2 separate regions of the Sus scrofa genome follow, and region 1 is linked to region 2. Evidence: chromatin contacts called from public HiChIP or PLAC-seq data. All regions are on one chromosome and are shown on one strand. Each heading gives the region's core, a stretch centred on a gene start, on an enhancer-like site or on the middle of the called end of the contact. The rest is flanking DNA. Distances are from core to core; before and after follow the strand shown.

Region 1 (5,559 bases), core at 562-3,061, 160 kb after region 2:
TCCTTTGACTTTTTTGAACCATGTATTTTTCTGCTTTACTGCTACTCTTCTGGTTGCCCCTTCTGAGTCTCCTTTTCTGGCTTCTCTTCTAATTCACTATCAATGTAGATCCTCAGTAGCTCTGAATGACCCTTTTCTTGTCTCACTGTGTACTCCATCAATTCTAGGATTCCTAAACCAATAGCTCCTGGCCAGGCTTGTCTTTCTGAGCTCCAGTTCCGTATATCTACTTGCAAATTTGGGAAAGCCTGCAGATACCACAAACAGAACATGTCCAAACAGAAGTCATCACTTTCCCCAACAAAGTTACTCTTCCTCCAGTGTTTCCAGTCTCTATAAGGAAATACCGTCTACCCAACTGCTCAAGCCACAAAACCAATAGTCTTGACTACTCACCCTCTCTTACACATACCTCCAGACACATCAATCGCTACCTGCCATGATTTCTACCTCTTAGATCCTCACTCTTAAATCTGTCCATTTCTTTTCATCTACTGCAGCCACTGTAGTCCAAGCCCTCATTATCTCTTGCCTGGATTTTTTTTTTTTTTCCGTCTTTTTGCCATTTCTTGGGCCACTCTCACAGCATATGGAGGTTCCCAGGCTAGGGATTGAATCGGAGCGGTAGCCACTGGCCACAGCCACAGCAATGCGGGACCCAAGCCGCATCTGCAACCTACACCACAGGTCACAGCAACGCCAGATCCTTAACCCACTGAGCAAGGCCAGGGATTGAACCCACAACCTCATGGTTCCTAGTCGGATTCGTTAACCACTGCGCCACGACAGGAACTCTTTGCCTGGACTTTTGCATCAGCCCCCACCTCTATCTGCTGCCCCTCTTCTATCCACTTTGGTCCTCCATGCTATGTTCTTGCTCAAACACAAATAAGACTGTACTTCCTCAATTTAAAGTTTTCCAGGGGGTTCCCGTGGTGGCTCAGCAGAAACGAATCTGACTAGGAACCACAAGGTTGCGAGTTCGATTCCTGGCCTTGCTCAGTGGGTTAAGGATCCAGCATTGCCAGTGAGCTGTGGTGTAGGTCGCAGTCGCTGCTCGGATATGGCATTGCTGTGGCTGTGGTGTAGGCCGCAGCTACAGCTCCAGTTTGGCCCCTAGCCTGGGAACCTCCATATGCCAAGGGTGAGGCCCTAAAAAGATGAAAGTCAAAATAATAATAATAATAACAATAAAGTTTTCTGAGAGTTCCCACTGTGGCTCAGGAGAAATGAATCCGACTAGTATCCATGAGAATGAGGGTTCAATCCCTGACCTCACCCAGTGGGTCGGGGATCCAGCATTGCCATGAGCTGTGGTGTAGGTCGCAGATGTGGCCTAGATCTCATGTAGCTGTGGCTGTGGTGTAGGCCAGCAGCTGTAACTCAATTTGAACCCTAGCCTGGGAACCTCCATATGTGGCCCTAAAAAAGCAAATAAAATAAAATAAAATTTAAAAGTTTTCCAATGATTTCCATACCCTTGAAGTATATTGCACAATCCTTAATATAGCTCATAAGACTTTGCCTGATCTGGACCGTGCTTATCTTTCACCTCGATCTCCTATCACTTCCCTTTCTTTTCTGTGGCCAGTCAACTGATCTGCTCTCAATCCCTTGAACCTACCAAGATTCTCTCACATTTGAGCCTTCACCCTTTCTACTCAAACAACTCTTCTCCATTCTATTCGTCTGGCTCTCACTCATCCTTCAAATCTCAGATTAAATAACCCTTCCTTGGGGCAGCCTGCCCTAACTCCACTGATTAAGTCAGCTCTCTCAGTTGTGTGTTTTCTTAACCTTCTGAACTTCTCCTTGGCAGCATTTGCCTGTGGTTGTTGCAGTCATTTAGGAGAGTATCTGTTTCATGTCTGTTTTCCCTACCAGCTCCATTATGATAGATTTTATTTACCGTTGCAGTTGAACCTGTACTTAGATGCTCACTAAGTATTTCTGGACTGGCTGACAATCAGGGAAGCCCAAGTTAGCACAGGCTAGAATTGCCTGGAGCTGTAACCCCCTCTCCCACCTCTGCCTTTGTTCCCTAAAGGGAAGTTATAAGGGCCAGGGGAAACGGAAGTACTCAATGATGTCGTGTACTGCCTAGTACAATATGAAAGAATATTCATCACGATTTTACTTATTAGAGTGAAAAATCAGAAAAAGCCAAGAGCCCCTAAATGTCCAACAATGTGGGGATGGCTTCATACACCATGCTAGTGGTTTAAAAATCATCATCTAATATATCTAATCCTTATTCTTCAAATAGAACCTGGCATAGGACCCCACTCTGTGAAATGCATTTAAATGGGGCTATTCTGGTTGAATGCAGGATGGGGCAGAAATTAATCTCCCCAGCTCTCCCTTTCCCTTTCCCTACCCCATTTTCCTATCCTCCTCCCCATGTCCTGAAGGCTTTCCAGTTCCTGGCCCGATTCTCTCTTTTAAAGCTGGAACATCATTTCTGTTTAGATTTCCATGTAACACTCCCAAATGCTTTGTTGTATTGTTGTCATTATGGCTCAAGTTGGTTTTCTGTTACTTGTAATTTTTTTTTGGTTTCTTTGTCTTTTTAGGGCCACACCCAAGGCATATGGAGGTTCCCAGGCTAGGGGTCAGATCAGAGCTGTAGCCACTAACCTATGCCACAGCCACAGCAATGTCAGATCCCAGCCTCGTCTGTGACCTACACCACAGCTCACGTCAACACCGGATCCTTAACCCACTGAGTGAGGCCAGGGATCGAACGTCATCCTCATGGAGGCTAGTCAGATTCGTTTCCACTGAGCCACGACGGGAACTCCTTGTAATTTTTAAAAACCAAAAACCCTTAAATAACAATACCGAAGCTTGTGATTCACCTGTGTATTAGAGAGAGAACCAGAGTCAAAAAACTGGTTTCAGGAGTTCCTGTCGTGGCGCAGTGGTTAACGAATCCGACTAGGAACCATGAGGTTGTGGGTTCGATCCCTGGCCTTGCTCAGTGGGTTAAGGATCCGGCGTTGCCGTGAGCTGTGGTGTAGGTCGAAGACGCGGCTCAGATCCTGCGTTGCTGTGGCTCTGGTGTAGGCCGGTGGCTACAGCTCCGATTAGACCCCTAGCCTGGGAATCTCCATATGCCGCGGGTGCGGCCCTATAAAGCAAAAAAAAAAAAGGAAAAAAAAACTGGTTTCAATTCTAAGTCCTAACTTCAGGTTAGTTAACTATATTCAACTCAGTTTTCTCATCTGCAAACAGGACTATACTTTTGTGAGTACTGAAAAAAAATAGTAATAGGATAGATATTTAGTAGGCTTTCAATGTGAAATAAATAAGATTAAAGTCTTTTTTTTTTAAGATTAAAGTCTTATTAGAAATCTTGTCTACCCCTTCCTACTTGAAGGAGTGGATGGATTACTGTACTCAGTGAAGCCAGTGTTAGCAAGGCTGCCATCTTGTGGTGATTTACTGACACACTGTCCAGTGTCAGCACATTTGAAGCAAGACTGCCAAGAATCTAGAGCTTACATAAAAGCATGGCAGGGGGTTCCCATTGTGGCTCAGCATGTTCAGAACCCAACTAATATCCATAAGGATCCAGGCCCAATCCCTGCCCTCACTCAGTGGGTTAAGGATCTGGTGTTGCTGAGAGCTGTGGTATAGGTCGAAGATGTGGCTCAGATCTAGGGTTGTTGTGGCTGTGGCATAGGCTGGCAGCTACAGCTCCAATTGGACCCCTAGCCTGGGAGCTTCCATATACTGCAGGTGTGGCCCTAAAGAAAAAAAAAAAAATACTTCAAAAACTATTATTATTTTTTAGTGACCACACCTGCAGCATATGGAAGTTTCTGGGCCAGGGATTGAATCTAAGCCGCATCTGCAACCTACGCCACAGCTGCAGCAATGCTGGCTCCTTTAACCCCCTGCTGGGGATCAAACTTGTGCCTCTGCAGTGACCGAAGCTGCTGCATATTCTCAACCCATTGCACACAGCAGGAACACGAAGACTTCAAAATTATTAACCAAAGCCAACTGACACCATAATTCTTATAATATCATTGGCCTGGGCCATTCAAATGCCACCTCTGCCTCTTAAATCAATGCTTCACCTTCCTTTTACATCTTATTATGATACACCACTGGTAAGGATTTTAGTAATTACGAGGCTACCTCGGGTCAAGGGTTATCACCACTTGCACCTACCACCAGGAATGGGTAGTCATTGGGGTCTGATCCTGAGACTCTGCTTTTTAGGGTCACTTCTATTACCAAATCTGTTAGACCTAATCTTCACCCCCACCCTTAAAGCAGAGTCCGAGAACAGGGCTCGCAAACAGGTAGTTCATTCTTAGAAGTGATCCCAAGGGACAGGCGTCAGAGACTGACAGGGAAGGGTAGAACAGGCAGACCAGAAAGCTGATCCATGGATGAGTGATCCAGAAGATCACTGCTCTGGGCACGTAGGGCTTGATTTCCTCAGAGATACTCTGCGGCAGTGTAGGATGTGACTCTCAACTGTCCAACCAAGGGAAGGAAGGTGTGTATTTATTCACCAGCTCCTGTCCTTCACTGATCAAGGGTTTCCTGACAGCTGGTTAACTCCCTTGCACCCTCTCAAGTTGGCATTTTCGGGCTGACCCACAAGTCAAAATGATTGTGGAATTTCTCACAGGCATCCCCTGAGGTGAGTTTCATGAGAGAAGCCCTGAGGCAGAAACTGAGATACTGGGTGAGAGCAGAAACCTTTGACTGTCAGGTCACACCAACACACACCTGGTTGCCATAGCAATAGCTAGAGTAGAAGGTACACCCCGAGGTACAAAAAGTGCCCAGTATATGGCCATAAGTAAGAGTAATATCTTACCAGATTGAAGTGCTTAGCCTATGCAGGACGTGCTACTAATTCTGAATAAGTAGACATGTGGTAGCATTTCACTCACAGCCAAAATAGATGGATTCCAGGAGAAAAGAGTAGATGTGGAGTGATCATTTTATTATGCCTAAATGATTGATTTTATTTTATTTTATTTTACTGTCTGTTTAGGGCTGTACCTGTGGCATGGAGATTCCCAGGCTAGGGATTGAATTGGAGCTGTAGCCACTAGCCCACACCACAGCCACAGCAACGCCAGATCCGAGGCTCATCTGCAAACTACACTACAGCTCACAGAAACGCTGGATCCTTAACCCACTGAGTGAGGCCAGGGATCAAACCTGTATCTTCATAAATACTAGTCAGATTCATTTACACTGGGCCACAATGGGAACTCCCTGATTACTATTAAATGTTTATCTTCATGTGTCTGTGAGTCTGACTATGGCTGTTCACAAGTTTTATTACCCAAGGGAGGAATGCCTCTGCCAGAGGACATGAAAACAGTCTCATTGGATTGAAAACTAAGGCTGCCATTTGCCAATTTGGGGCAAATTTATCATGCCAGTAGGTGAACAGACAAAAAAAAGTTAGGAGTTCCCATTGTAGCTCAGTAGAAATGAATCCGACTAGTATCTATGAGGATGCGGGTTCAAACCCTGGCCTCGCTCAGTGGGTTGCTGTGAGCTTGTGCTGTAAGTCGCAGACGT
Region 2 (6,026 bases), core at 1,406-3,905:
AAAAAGTTTTGGTTGCACAACATAAATGCTGCTGAGTTGCAAACTTAAAAATGCTTAATTTTATGTTGTACTCATATATGTGTACTCACATTGCTGGTACCTCAGGTCACTCCAGTAAGAGGGCTTCAACTGGAAATAATAAATCTCCAGTAAAAGACCCTCTGATGTCTTCCAGGAATGTAGGAAGTGCTCATTAAACATGTGCTAAATAAATAAATAGACAGCATATAAAAAATGTCAACTTTTGAGTTCCCTTGTGGTGCAGCAGGTTAAGGATCCGGCACTGGCACTGCTGCGGCATGGGTTTGATCCCTGGCTCAGGAACTTCCGCATGCCGTGTGCACAGCCAAAAAAAAAAAATGAAAGAATGTCAACTTTGAGAAAAAAAATCTCAGGTTTAAAACAAAGCACATTGTTAGATATGAATATAAACATCTTTTTAAGGCCTAGAGAGGCTCTTGCAAACTTTTCCTTTATTTAACTTTCAATAAAAATAAAAATTCCTAACTCAATAGAGAGTAGTGATTACCACATAGGAGGAGCTCAACAAATGTCAAAGTCCTCAGTTTTCAAGTTCCATGTCACAACCACTTCAGTCTGATTCTCTCCTTCTCGAAGGAATTCCAAAAACTGGTTTGGTTCACTTAATTATCTCACGGGGGCTGATCCTTTCCTGCCATTCACTCAAATCCACAACTCCTGAATTGTGGCTCATAATAACTCAGTCATCTATTAAAGTGTCTGGAAATTAGATATTTCTAGCCAGAGTCAGGGACATAAAACTTCTTTTTTTTAAGGGATGCAGTGAATCCTGGTATTCATCACCAAAAAGATCAAGTGTAAAAAAGTGCAATCTGTGCCTCTTTTAAAAATAGAACCTTTAAGGTTAGAAGAAAAAAACAAACAAAAAAAATCCCTTCCCGAATTCATCATTACCAGACCAGACACATCAGCCACACAAGGAGCTAACAAGACCTGCTGTTTCCATGACAGAGAACATGAGACTTTAAAACCACACCACTGATAGAGTTCCTGTTGTGGCACAGTGGTTAAAGAATCCAACTAGGAACCATGAGGTTGCGGGTTCGGTCCCTGGCCTCGCTCAGTGGGTTAAGGATCCGGTGTTGCTGTGAGCTGCGGTGTAGGTTGCAGACGCGGCTCAGATCCCACGTTGCTGTGGCTCTGGCGTAGGCCGGTGGCTACAGCTCCGATTAGACCCCTAGCCTGGGAACCTCCATATGCAGTGGGAGCTGCCCTAGAAAAGGCAAAAAGACAAAAAACAAAACAACAAACAAAAAAAAAACACACCACTGAATGAGAGAACTGGACCCCTACCACCTTTCCAAAAGCCACTGGACAAGTCCCTTAAATGCAGGATTTCAGCTCTTCATCGTTCTGATCATTCTGCCTTAGGGGTCCCTTTTCTTTATGCTCTTTATCATGGCCTGGGGAAATACTCTGACTTTCTATAGTGGCGATGGCATCTGTGTCCAGCCTTCTTCTTTTCTTCAGATGGTACAAGTGGGACTTGGATTTCATATGCGCTAAGACAAAACCAAAAGAAAAAGAAAAAAATTTAGAATTTTCTACAATTTTGGAAGCATGCGAAATTAACTACAGAATCCTTTAACAATAATAGGATCAACACAATAATTTGTACAGCCATAGCTGCTTAGCATTTTTAAGAGAAGAATAAATCATATGGACAGCTGGCTAGCAAACTAGAGTGAGCTGCCACGTATCCTGTACACCTGCTAAGCACTCTATATCACTAATTCACACTACAATCTTGCAGGACAGTATTATTCGGCTCATTTTATATAGGAAGAGACTGAAGTCCAAGGTCACACAGCAGGTAGGCTCTTTAGGTTACCTATAGCTTAAAAAGAGACCGAATTTTCAAAAAATAGGGCTTTAGACTAATTTTCCCATATGGGGCTGCCTATTACAGACACATTTCTACTCACATGGCTCAACCAAGTTACAAATTCAAATTCTTGTCTGTACTGCAGGACAGATGCTTAGGCCTACAGTAGCCAGAGCATCCCTTCCCATCTCTTACCAGCTCACTCAGGTTGCCCCTCCAGGTCTGACATCCTCGGGCCTGGGTCACATAAGCCCTGTGCATGACTAACCCAGACTCGTTCTCCAGCACACAATGCATCAGAGAGATGACGACAAATACACTGTCTGCTCTGATGATCCCTTTCAAGAGTCCACAGAAGCAGTAAAGCTGAAAAGCTACTATTGGCTGATATCAATTTTTGACCTCTCACCCCCAAAACAGTTCCCAGCTTCTGGCTAACTCACAGAAGCTCCTTTTTGCTATCCTGCTCCTTTTCAAGGAAATCTTATTTGGAAACACCTAAAGAGAAAGACAATGAGATTAAATTCTCTTGTATACATAGTTAAAACATCATTCGTAGGGATTCAGAAGCAAAAGTAGGTAAGGAAGAGGTAAGAAGTCAAAGAAAAGTTTACTTGAGGGAAGAAGTCAGCTTTGTTCTCTAGCTAGAGCCTAAGGCAAAAAATGGCCTTCTGGACTGGCTCTCCATGGCAGCAGGAGATGGGAGCAAGGACTTGACAGATGGCACTATAGAAGGGCTTACACAAGCTCAGCTCACAAAGGCTCACAAATGTTGCTTCTCTGAGGCTGTCCCTGAAGGACATTCGACAAATCAAACCACTAAGTTTCCTTTAGAAAAAACAATCAGACACTCTCTTTCTCTTCCCCTTTCATCATTATAAACCAACCATAATCGAGGCTTCTTTTGCTTCTTGGGCAATCACAGCCCTCCCCCAGCTGACAATGTGGTTCATTCTGCCAGAGTTAACAGTTAATAGAACTAATCCTTCTATTGGTTGGTAGAGGGAGAAAAATCTACTTCTGTGAGAATATCATGCAAACCAGTCCTCTGAACAGGAGGATTCCAGCCACTGAGTAAAATACAAGTCCTACTTGTGCCCAAAGGAGTGAGCCTTAAACAAGTTTCTAAACACCACGTAAATTCAAGGCTTGGAGGCCAAGGCCCTTTTGGACTTTGGCTGGATGACTGTAGAAATCTGACAGGGGAGTGCAGTGTGATTCTGTGGCAAAGACAGATCCAGACTCTGAAATGGGGAACTAGGACCTTGGCACAGGGCCGATCCTGGGCTGGTCAGGAGCGCCTTATGAAGAAGAGAGACTGCCTTCTTTATGCATGTCTGACCGTCTTGCTCTGAATGTTTTCTTCATCACGGGTTTAGCCACCAACACCATTTCAATGTATTACTTTAAAATTACTGAAGAGACACCACCTTTGAAGAATGTACTCAGGAGGAATAACTGCACTTCCCGTTCCCTCCCAGCTGTTTCTGCTTCTTTGGTCTCTCGGGTGAGTTGCCTGGCTTCCCTTACAATCCAACTTCACCTCCATCAAGGTCTAAACAGGAGAGGCCAAGAAACTCCTCCCCTACAGCAGGATTGTGAAAGTCAAAGGAGCTCTGGAAGGGTAACAGCAGACCTTTCACTATAAATTATCGACTCCAGCCGAAGCTGGAGGGCATATGATCTTCTTTGGAAATTCAGAATAGAGAGATAACTCTCCCTTTTGAGAAGGCCTCCATGAAATTTGAACATAGGCTCTTAGAGGAATCTGGCCATCTTTTTATAGACAAACAAGGAGACTCCAGCATTCAATCCAGCAAAGACCTTAAATTTCATGAAGTCAGTGTGACCCGCCCTTACAGATTTTTCTGTGCCCCACCCCAGACTCTACCTGCCCATTCACGGTCCCCAATGATGATTCGGTCACAGAGGTCACACATGTGATAACTCCTCTTGTTCTCAGTTTCACTGCTTGGCATATTTACTGGAGTGGCTGCAGGCTTGTGGCCCTGAAAAAACAAGGCAGGGATGGGGGAGAAGCATTTGATTCAAAGAGATCTGGATATCATTCTCTGATATTAAGAGGAGTGAGATTTTCCCAAGATTCCTTTTTCTCATCCCAGAGAGCAGGTGGGCTGTGAACAGATTTTAACAACAACCTTTCTGAATGTGAAAGTAGAAACGCAGCCTCCAGGGATCTAAAAGCAGCCAGCCCTTCTGCTGTATTCCATGGAAAAGAAGGCTTGGTTCCCCGACAGAGCAACAAAGGTGTCAGCTTAGGAAAGCGCTCTGAAAACCAGACAGTAGACAGTACCATAATTAATAATCACCTGGATGAAACTTTGCACGATTTCAAGAGCAGGTTCAAGAACAGACTCCTCCCACTTCGAGACATCAGATACTTCTAAGCCATATACCGGGGGGACACTGGGACCAGGTCCTAATGATGACAAAGAAAAGTTGTGAGGAGTTCCCGTCGTGGCGCAGTGGTTAACGAATCCGACTAGGAACCATGAGGTTGCGGGTTGGGTCCCTGCCCTTGCTCAGTGGGTTAAGGGTCCGGCGTTGCCGTGAGCTGTGGTGTAGGTTGCAGATGCGGCTCGGATCCCGCGTTGCTGTGGCTCTGGCGTAGGCCGGTGGCTACAGCTCCGATTCGACCCCTAGCCTGGGAACCTCCATATGCTGCCGGGAGCAGCTCAAGAAATAGCAAAAAGACAAAAAAAAAAACAAAAAACAAAAAACCAAAAAGAAAAGTTGTGAGAGGTCAGCCTCCAAGACCCGATCTATTCTACTCCCAAGACTCCAAAATCCTCAAGGGAAACATATGGAGTCAAAAAAATAAACATCTGACAATGCCATTCATTCTAACCATAAACATGAGCCAAGCAGCTACATACAATCCAAGAAAGACCCAGCAGGTTGACTGGTCTGCAGCCAACAAGTCTAGCTGTGTAATCCAGAGTCTCAGGTGTAGGATCTTCCAGACCAGTTAGGAAAACAATACCGGGTAACAGCTCTAGTGACCACTGTGTGGGCTACAATCTAATAAAGACAGCACACCAAAGGAAGAAACAACAGCTTGAAGTGAGGGCCTGTTCTAAGTTCCGTATCACCTTACAGTGATGTCACTCTGTGGCAAGAGAGTTCACAGCTTTAAGAGCAGACACAACTCTCAGGTTTGAATATATCTCTTCAGCAGTCTGGCATTCATGAAACTCATCAATGCCCCACTGATAACCATGGGCTAGCAATAGCAGAGAAGCAGCTAGGGAACTGCTGAATTTGAAAATTAGAAAAAAAAAAGCTTTGGAACTGAACCAGTTCAACCCTTCTTCCAGGAAATAGATCTAGAGGAGTAATTCAAGAAATACCCTCTGGTTAATACTTCTGAATGGAGATAAGATCGTAGGTAGCCAAAAGTATAGCTACAGGCATCTCATCGTCTGAGCCAACCATTCTTGGTCCCTGCTGATCGTTTCCTCAGGCTGTGGACACACTAAATTGCCTTCCACATCTAGGTTAAGTCAGTTGCCTGAAGGCAAAGAGCATCGCCTCATGGACAAAAAACATCAAAGTCCTCAGAATGCCAACGGCTGGCAGGTGCTGGCCTTTTGATTGTGCCAACCACAAATAAGCCTTCGTGAGCTGGACTGGGCTGCACCTGCCACCACACAGAAAGGTGAGAATGGGAGGGTGCAGGCAGCATCCACAGCACACCTGGCCTTGGCTAAGCTCTGCACCTGTTTCCAGGCCACTCTATATTTTCCTTTCCCCTCTAAGTCCTTTGTTGGGCTTCTGTGCCCTGTCTAAGCACCTTTCAACAAGTTCTCGGCTCCCAGCTGCTATTTCTGGCTTGGGTCCAAGGCCAAGCTGGGGTGGGGAAGTCCCTCTGGCTTCTTGCCAGAACCATATCCCAGCAGACCAGCCCTGGCCAATCACACACGGCTCCTGATTTACAGGGCAGCTGTGCCTTTCACTCTAGCACCAGGACTGTGCCGGCATACACATGAATGAGGAACGAGCATATGATGCGCAGTGCCATCAAGCCCTCGTGACTCGGAGATGGGGAGTTACTGTGGCTTTGCCACAGGAAGAAGTTCCAAATCATTACCAAAAAAACAAATACACTGAAAAATACAACGACAACAAAGAAACTCGT

What was found. HiChIP or PLAC-seq counts read pairs in DNA pulled down with a chosen protein or histone mark.
Region 1: a contact with region 2 is called in an H3K27ac HiChIP or PLAC-seq map of alveolar macrophages. The contact joins two enhancer-like sites. A contact is called at or near these places in 1 of 47 Hi-C or Micro-C datasets (embryonic fibroblasts) and 1 of 2 datasets of contacts at active chromatin or transcription factors (alveolar macrophages).

What each region holds. Positions count from the first base shown.
Region 1 is chr6:95,798,645-95,804,203 of Sscrofa11.1, forward strand. No RefSeq gene overlaps it. Among named protein-coding and RNA genes, the nearest start is that of CAP1, 10 kb to the right of the region's middle. Within about 2 kb of position 1,812, at least 13 of the 83 cell types and tissues checked have an H3K27ac peak or open chromatin away from gene starts, as enhancers often do. A contact at or near this core is called in alveolar macrophages, where this site is marked.
Region 2 is chr6:95,636,871-95,642,896 of Sscrofa11.1, forward strand. It overlaps TRIT1 (tRNA dimethylallyltransferase, mitochondrial), which reads right to left. Exons shown (of 9, transcript XM_021095994.1): 7 at 4,198-4,307; 8 at 3,759-3,876; 9 at 1-1,544. The coding sequence ends at 1,366. Among named protein-coding and RNA genes, the nearest start is that of BMP8B, 41 kb to the left of the region's middle. Within about 2 kb of position 2,656, at least 16 of the 83 cell types and tissues checked have an H3K27ac peak or open chromatin away from gene starts, as enhancers often do. A contact at or near this core is called in alveolar macrophages, where this site is marked.